Regions from separate parts of the Hordeum vulgare genome. Here region 1 is linked to region 2. A link is a contact called in public Hi-C data. All regions are on one chromosome and are shown on one strand. Each heading gives the region's core, a stretch centred on a gene start, on an enhancer-like site or on the middle of the called end of the contact. The rest is flanking DNA. Distances are from core to core; before and after follow the strand shown. Region 1 holds the start of LOC123403434 (probable thiamine biosynthetic bifunctional enzyme, chloroplastic). Region 2 holds the start of LOC123404342 (WRKY transcription factor WRKY71-like).

Region 1 (3,999 bases), core at 720-3,219, 520 kb after region 2:
ACGCCGCAAGACGGGATGGGGAAGAACATAGCAGTAGCACAGGGAAAGGAACCGGTGGCGAAGGGAACTTCTGATGCGTCTTCTCTGGAGAGGAGCGACCTCTTTTTTATAGACGCAGGAGAAGGAGGCGAGAGACCAACGTCGGGAGCCGAAGAGAGCGACGGGATATGAAACGAACAGACAGCAGACGAAACTGCAGTGTTCGCTTTCAAAATCCACTAGCAAAACGTTCAGCTGAGTGGACTTTCATATATCAGTCGTGCGTGGCAAAAATTTAACTCGGCTCATTCCCGCAACCCGTGGCGCGACGAGGCGAGGCGGGCGGCGGAGGAGGAGGAGCGCACGTGTATGTCTCTCTTGTTCTCAAGCTCATACATGTGTGGAAACATCCTCCCTTATAAGGAGGTCCAACTCCCTCTAAACTAGCAATGTGGGACTAAACATTTCCACCTCTTGCCTTGCACAAATGGATTGCATGGGCCTCTAGGATTTGATAGGAATTATATATTGGGCTGGCCCAAATAATTGTACAAAATTCCAACACTCTGAAGTCTAATTGAAGCTTTTTTATCTACTAGATATAGCTTTTTGCGTCCATGGTTGTAGAATGGGCACCGCCGTTGGCAGTTGTCTCGGTGTCGCGGTTGTAGCTCCCTTAGTCGCTATGGTTGTAGCACAGGGAAACCTTTGTTCGGGCTTTTCCGGCATGCCGTTGGTTGCCTGCCACATGTTGTTGTATTCAACTCCGATGAGGAATGGCCATCTGGAATTAGGGATCGAACCCCCGAGCGTTGGTAATTCGAGAGAGAAAGGGCAGGCAATAGGAAGATCTGTGGAGGAGGGGAGGGGAGGGTTGTGGTGGCGACCAATGGTGCAGGATGGGCGAGGGAGCTGCGACAACACAGTTATGCGCGGCGGTCGGAACTGCGACGACGTCGTGGTCCACAACGGGGACCTGTGCGTGGAGGGAGAAAGGGAAGGAAGCGCATTGTTGTCATTCAGGGTGTGTTTGGTTACTCTCATCAAGTGCAATGTAACGGGTCCATTCCGTTCCCGAGGGTCGTTCTCGTGTTTAGTTGGGTAGAGGAACCGGAACCAACTGATTCTCCGGAACGGCATATTCCCCCAAGATCCCGAATGCGCTGGTACCTCCAAATCGGAGGAACCACGCGGAACCGTCGCTCTCCCTCTCCCTCTCCATGGCTCTCCCTCTCCCTCTCAGGCGCCGCCCTCTCCCTCTTCCTCTCCGGCACCGCCCTCTCCCTCTCCGGCGCTGCCCTCTCCCTCTCCCTCTCCAGCGCCGCCCTCTCCCTCCCCCTTTGCGGCGGCTCGAGGAGCAGGTGCGCGACGGCCCGAGCAGGTGCGGCTCCCTCTCCCTCTCTGGCACCATCCTCTCCCTCTCCCTCTCTGGCGCCACCTCTCCGGCGTCGCCCTCTCCCTCTCCCTCTCCGATGCCGCCCTCTCCCTCTTCCTCTGCGGCGGCTCGAGAGCAGGTGCGCGGCGGCCCGAGTAGGTGCGGCGGCGACTCGAGAGCAGGTGCGCGGCGGCCCGAGCAGGTGCGGCGGCGGCTCGAGGAGCAGGTGTGGCGGCGACGACGGACCGAGCAGGTGCGGCGGCGACGGCAGGCCCGTTCCATCTATTCTTTCAACCAAACATAGGAACGTAACCTGGTGGTATGGAATGTCATGGAATGTCATGGAATCATTCCATTACGTTCCACCTCGTTCTTCAACCAAACACACCCTCAGAGTATAGCGATGGATCCCTCGTTTCGACGTTTTGCATAAACCTCGTTTCGACGTATTTTGTTCTAAAAATTTACATACATGTGTGTTATGCCTTCATGTATATCCATATATTTTTAGATTTTTTAGAAATGTAAAAATGTGAATTTTAATGAATTTGGGTTTTTCAAAAACGGCTGTCCGCTCCAAAAGGCATTTTCGCTTGCGTATGTGTTAAAAAAAACAGACTGTTTGGTGGAAGACCTGGCAAATCTTCTCTCCTCCAGCGCACTTCGGCATGTCGTCCGCACCACCGCCGCCATTCCTCCGCCTGCACCCGCACTCTTCTATCTCTTCCTTCTCATCCCCACGGCTTCCGCACCTTTCCCCACGAACCCGCCCGTGGAGGCTCGCCGCGGCGCGCGAGATGCCGTGGCCGCATGTGCTCACGGTGGCGGGCTCCGACTCCAGCGCCGGCGCCGGCATCCAGGCCGACGTTAAGGCCTGCGCCGCCCTGGGGGCATACTGCTCCTCCGTCATCACTGCCGTCACCGCCCAGAACACTGCCGGCGTCCAGGTGCGTAGGCTGCCCGACACTCCTTGGTTCCTTTTTCACTTGCTGTCCCCGGCGGCATCAGTCTGGTCAGGAGAAGGAAGTAAATTGGGTGGTGGTGGTGATGCAGGGGGTTCATCTTGTGCCGGAGGAATTAATCCGGGAGCAGCTCAAATCGGTTCTTTCGGATATGTCGGTGGACGTGGTGAGCCATATCTATTCCTCTTCTGGTTGTGATGCCATAATTCAGTTTAGGTATCTCGGATAGTGCTAGCTATTGGAAGATCTTTTTAGTGCTCAGTTTGTTCGCTGCTCTACTGCCGCTGTCGCTGTGAATCATTAAGCCGGGCATGTCTGTTTGCATTTGTTATTTTTTTTACTCCGCTAGAAACTGCAACATTGGACTGTCTACATCTATTCTCATTTGGCATGATTAGTGTATCACCGACAGTTCATTGACTTGTTAGTATGGTTTAGCCTCAGAAGGCAGAATTAGAAATTTGTGCTATTGCATTCCTGTAAGCTATGTTGTACTTTCACCCGCAGAAAAAAGTTATGTTGTACTCCCTCTGTAAACTAATACAGTATATTTTAGTGAACTAAACACTCTTATATTAGTGTACGGAGGGAGTACTTGACTTTCCGCTGACACGGTGTTGTTACTCTTGCTGATTGTGTATTAACCGACCCGTCCACGGCGCCTGCCACCACGGTGATCTCGGGCAGCCCGATCGAGGCCTAGCCACGCCGACGCGTGCCCATTCGTCGACCTCTGCCTAATGGATCACGGCCTCAAAATCATCAATTGGAATGTTCGCGGCCTCAACGCCCGTGCCGGACGTACGGCAGTTCGCTCGCTCGTTGTAACTTCCAGCGCTTCGATCGCTTGCTTCCAAGAGACTAAAATGGAATTCGCCTACTCGTCGACTGTCCTTGAGACGTTGGGATCTGAGTTTGATGAATATGTTTATCTCCCAGCGAACGGCACCCGTGGCGGGATCCTGCTGGCTTGGAAGAGCCGGGACGTGACGATCACGGACCCGATGTTCACCACCAACACCATCTCTGCCCGGGTTATGGCACCTGGTAGCACGAGCGTGCCGTGGTGGCTCTCTATCGTCTATGGCCCCCAGGACAACAACGCCAAGATCGCTTTTCTGCAGGAGATCCGCGACGTCCGCGACGCTTGCCTCGGCCCATGGCTCATCTGCGGGGACTTCAATATGATCTACTGTGACGAAGACAAGAACAACGGCAATCTCAATCGGAGAATGATGGGGCGGTTCCGACGCGTCCTCAACGACCTCGCGCTCAAGGAGATTTACCTCAGCGGCCGGCGCTATACATGGTCCAACGAGCAGAGCCCGCCCACCTTGGTCCATCTCGATCGAGTGCTGTGCTCCACGGACTGGGATGAGCTGCACGACGAATGCCATCTGCGTTGCCTGGCCTCGGTCGTCTCGGATCACTCCCCCCTCTTGCTCGACTGTTCGCGTCTCCCATCAACGCACCGACGATTCCACTTCGAGGAGTACTGGACTCGTCTCGGCGGTTTCCCGGAGATCATGGCGGCCTCGTGGCATTCGGTGGACGACGCCGACCCGTTCCGGCGGTTCATGCGGCGCATGCAGGCCACATCGCGGAAGCTCACCAGCTGGAGCGCGCGTTCCGTTGGCAACGTGCGAGACCAGCTTGCGTTCTCTCGTGAGCTGCTGCTCCGCT
Region 2 (4,582 bases), core at 1,865-4,364:
GAGAAGGCACGACCGCGGGGGAAGACCAACTCCAAGAAGGAGGACAAGCGGGGTGCGGTGTTGAACGCCTTGATCTCAAGCGTGGAGGGCATGATGAGAAAGAAGGACTCAAGGAAAGAGGAGCGTCGGCGTTATAAAGAAGAGCAAATGAACGCCTTCATGAAGATCCAAAGGAGGAGGCTTGAGATGGACGCGGAAAAGCAAGCCAAGATGCTTGAGATGGAGGCGGAGAAATAAGCTAAGATGATAGAGATCGAGGCCGCCAACGCCAAGACCAAGGCGAAAGAAGTGGCTCTCGCGAGCATGATGACCGGGGTGGAGATCATGAAGGTGAATCTCAACATCGTGTCGTCAAGGAAGAGGCACCAGTTTGAAAAGATGCAGGCCGACATGCTCAAGTTCGACGTTGAGTGATCTATGACGGGAAGCGCCTTCATTTTTTTGTATGGCGACAGGTGTGCTAGCATGACCACGGGGCCGTAATGGCGTGGTCGAACTCAAGTCTCATCCCTTTTTTGTGTGTTGGCATGTGTGCCGGCCGATGGCGAGTGCGTCAGCATGAACTGTGTGGTGATATTTTTTGAAGTCGGCATTGTATGCCGACGATGGCAATGGTGCCGGCATGAGACATGGCCGCTGGCATGATCTATGACCGCGGGCCTTTTTTAAATATCGTGTGTGGACACGAAATGGGTTGACGCATTGAACGCGCTGCCGACTTAAATTTAAAATAGGACAAACGCCAGTGGCCATTCTAACAGCCGAACCAAACGAAAAAAACCGAATAAAATCACCGTACATTGCAGTTTCAAAGTCGAAGAAAAATATAAAAGAGAAGGAGAGGTAGTACTACGTGGTCGCAACGATCCTCCCGCAGCTTCGTCGAAGCGGGACGTCGACCGCACGTGTTCTGACAAGATCACTCCAGCCAGCCATTAGCGGGCCCCGCCCGGCCGCCGTCCGGGCTCCCGTTTCCACCCAGCTTCCCTGCCTCCCGCGGCGACCGTAGCAACCACCTCTACTCACTCCGTCGCACGTGGAACACGGCCGAGCCGACCTATGTGGGCCCGGTCCCCGGGTCGTTCGGGTATTCTCCGGCCTCTTCCCAGCGTATTCTGGCGGCGAGCTGGGTCCAGCAGAGTCTACTACGGCCACTGCCTGCGTGGACCCTTTCTGGATAGGATCGCCAAACTCGTTTTCTTCTCTAGCAGCCCTTGACCTCCCATACTTTGGTTCAGACTTCAGAGGATGGATTTGACAGAATTTTGAGCGATTGAGCTGAGAATGTATACCGTGACTTGATTGACTTTCTCATTGAATCGAATCGAGTTCCATGGAAATTATGGAACGGAACATTTGAATGACTGCATTATCCTAGCTACTGGAGTACATTACATGTTACAACCTCCCTCGCCGCCGTCGTGTTCGCGGTCTATGTACACGAGCGGTAACTCCGATCTTCGCTCGCCGGAAACCGATCGCGTCTTCTTCGCTGGTCAGGCGTCCGGTTCTTGATGCTTTGTCTGCGAGGCTTTGACGGAGGCGGCGGAGGCAGGCAGCAAGCAATGCCGAACGGAGTAATCGACACCGCAAGAAAAATTGAGCCGGGCAGTGTTTCTGAAATGTGGCTTGCTCCTGTGGGGATTAATTGATGTCCCTGGTCGGCGAGAGCTCGAGGATCCGGCCGGAGAGCGCGGTGACCAGCGCCGCCTTGAAGCTGGGGTCCCTCGTCAGCGTCATGGCCATCTGCTCCGCCAGGTTGCGCCGGATCAGCTCGGACGCCGCCGCGGCCGATTCGCCGCTGACGACGACCGCTGCCGCTTCCTGCTTGTGCTGCTGCTGCGGGTGGTGAGGCGTGGCCGGCGCCTGGGGCGGCTTCCCGTTCCCGGCGTTCTTGCCGGCGCCGGAGCCGTCGTTCTGCTGCTGCGGCTGCGACGGCGGGGGCTGGGTGTGGTTGTGCTCGCCCTCGTACGTCGCCACGAGTATGGTCTTGTCCTCGGCGCTCCTCTGCACCTTCTTCTTGACGGGGCAGCCGGGGGCGAAGGAGCACCGGAAGTAGGCTCTGGGGCATGGGTTGTCCTTGGTCACCTTCTGCCCGTACTTGCGCCATTGGTACCCGTCCTTCACCACCAGGCTGAGGTCGGAGGGGTCGGCGTGGACGTAGCGCTTGGAGATGACGGGCTTGCACTCCTCCCGGATGCGCTTGCACGGCTCGCCGGACGTGCACTCCGCCTGGTCCGGCGCCACCGCGTACGCGAGGCCGGCGGCATAGTGCTGCTGCTGAGTATGCGACGGTGGCGGCGTGCCGAGGCTCTCCTCGCTCTTGCGCTTCCTCGACGGCGACACCGACCCGCCCTCCGACGCGGAGGACGGCTGGTTGTGGTAGTGGTTGTTGTTGCCGCCGGCCGTGACCATGTCGGTGAACTGGCCCTGCAGGGCCTCGTACTTGGAGGCCACCTCCCTGAGCATCTCGCCCAGCCGCCGGTTCTCCTCGCTCACCCGCTGTAGCTCCGACTCAAGAACCGCAACCTATACAAAAGAAAGACACGAACATTCAGTTGCAGCTCATGTATAAACCCAGGCAAGCAGCTACGGCAGAGCCAAAACCATGGCGTCTCTGTATGGACGTGGTGCCTACCTCAGGGTCCTTCTTGAGCGGCATGAAGTTCTCCTCCACGAGGATCTTGGGCTTGGCCAGCGCGATCATCGGCGGCGCCTGGTATTGGCTCTGGTGGTGGTGCGGGTGCCCCATCGGCGGTAGGCCGACGTGCAGGTCGAGGCTCAGGGATGGCTGGCTGCCCATCCATGGATCCATTGGTCCCTCAAACACCACGCGCTGGAACGGACGTACGATGTTCACTTCCTTCCGGTTCGAGGCAACGCGCGCGAGAGAGGAGAGGAGAGAGAGAAGAGAAAGAGGGGGAGAGAAGCTTGGGATGGAGAACTATTTCCGAGTTCCGAGTGAGAGGAGAATGGCGTGGAGGAGTGGCGTTATATAGCGGAGCACAGGACTAGCGGTCTAGCCAAGTCGCCAGCTACTACTACTAGGAAGGAAAGGAAGGAAGGTCAGGTCGTAGGAACTCGGCCGCTCACATCACATCACAACTCACACGCTTGTCCTCTTCTTGGTCACGCAGGGCTCGGATGAGAAGGAAGCGGAATAAACAAAGGAAAACGGGGACGGGCGTGGTGGAATTGGAGCATGCGGAGGCAGCGGAAGGAGACCGGAGGGTGCGTGCACGCGCGCGGGTGGGCGCGGGCGGTGACGACTGACCTCACAGCGACGTTTTCTTTTGGTGCTGGCAATCTGCGCGGGGATCTTTTCAACGGGTGGGTGGGGGGCCGGGAGCGGTGGATGTCGGCTGGCTCTGTCTTCGGTTCGGGGAGTGTGGTGGTGGTGCTGATGATCGGGTCAAGGAAGTGCACCACACATGCTCGCGAGGTGCACGGGGAGGAGAAAGGAGAAGAATGATTTCTCTTTTGGTTCCTAAAAAAAAAATCTCGTTCGGTGGTTATTAGTTGATTGCGACTAGGCTTTGCCCCCTGCGGGAAATGAGAGAGGCGAGAAAGTGGAAAGAGGGGGACAGGAAAGACTTGTTGACTCTAGCATTTTCTTTCTTTCTTTTGGTGCCTTGCAAGGAAAAACTTTGTTAGACACTTTGTTAGGAAAACTTTGGCTGGCTAACCATTTGTATTCTACTCTGCTTAGTTGAGCTCGAGTAGACTGGAATCGATTCCTCCCCGTCACGTTCGACGGCAACGCTTCCCTAATTATCCCTTCTTGTCGGAGGTGTGCTCCTACGTGGAAGCAGCATCTTATTAGTAGTACAGGCTAGGGTTTGGCTGGCTAAGATAGGTTGGTTAACTAATTCTTTTTCATTTTACGAGTTTTCCTGGCTGGAGTACTCTAATCAGATCAACCCCGGCGAGCTATTCTGTAGCAGTGGTACCGCCGTTATCCTGGACGGGCGCCCAAAATCTGACCCAACATGCCTGCCTTTCGGAAAAGAAGACGCCACACGAGTCAATGTCACGCCCGGATGAAACGTTGTTTACGACGGATGATGCGGATTAATCTATCGCCGGTGCCCCTTTTCTTGACCGACGTCGACGTTCGCTTCGCTTCTAATAGCAGTTTTTAGCAAGGAATTTCCTGATGTACTGCTATCATTGATCATTTGATCTGATCTACGCCTACTGGCCTACGGTACGTGGCTGGCCGTTTTCTCCTTCATGGCCCGGGTCCGGGAGGGCGTATTCAAAGATGGAGCTGGCAGTTCGGTACTGGTTGTTACATAGACTTTTTTCCTTCCTGAGATGTAGTTACAGAGACCTGGCATTGACAAGAATTAATGGAGGAAATTCAGGACAGAACGGGTAGTGAACCGTTGGCAAGTCACTGCTAGACTTTGGTGTTGGCAAGAACAGAGAAAAATGGCAATTACACGTAGGACCTGGACCTCGTTGTTACCCACAACAAACTCGCTCCTTCTCTCTCACCACATGGGCAAAACTTAGAGCAACTTTAACCGGTCAACCCATTTCATGCTCGCGTGTTCGTTTAGGTTGCCGCGGACACAAA

Evidence for each region. A called contact is a pair of places that touch in the nucleus more often than the background predicts.
Region 1: a contact with region 2 is called in a Hi-C map of seedling, with 4 times the contacts expected there. The contact joins the promoter of LOC123403434 here to the promoter of LOC123404342 in region 2. A contact is called at or near these places in 4 of 6 Hi-C or Micro-C datasets (leaf and seedling) and 1 of 1 datasets of contacts at active chromatin or transcription factors (embryo).

Annotation. Positions count from the first base shown.
Region 1 is chr6H:113,860,927-113,864,925 of MorexV3_pseudomolecules_assembly, forward strand. LOC123403434 (probable thiamine biosynthetic bifunctional enzyme, chloroplastic) reads left to right here and starts at 1,970. Exons shown (of 9, transcript XM_045097370.1): 1 at 1,970-2,301; 2 at 2,408-2,482. The coding sequence starts at 2,023.
Region 2 is chr6H:113,337,910-113,342,491 of MorexV3_pseudomolecules_assembly, forward strand. It overlaps LOC123404342 (WRKY transcription factor WRKY71-like), which reads right to left and starts at 3,115. Exons shown (of 2, transcript XM_045098264.1): 1 at 2,639-3,115; 2 at 1,288-2,529. The coding sequence starts at 2,815. The coding sequence ends at 1,645.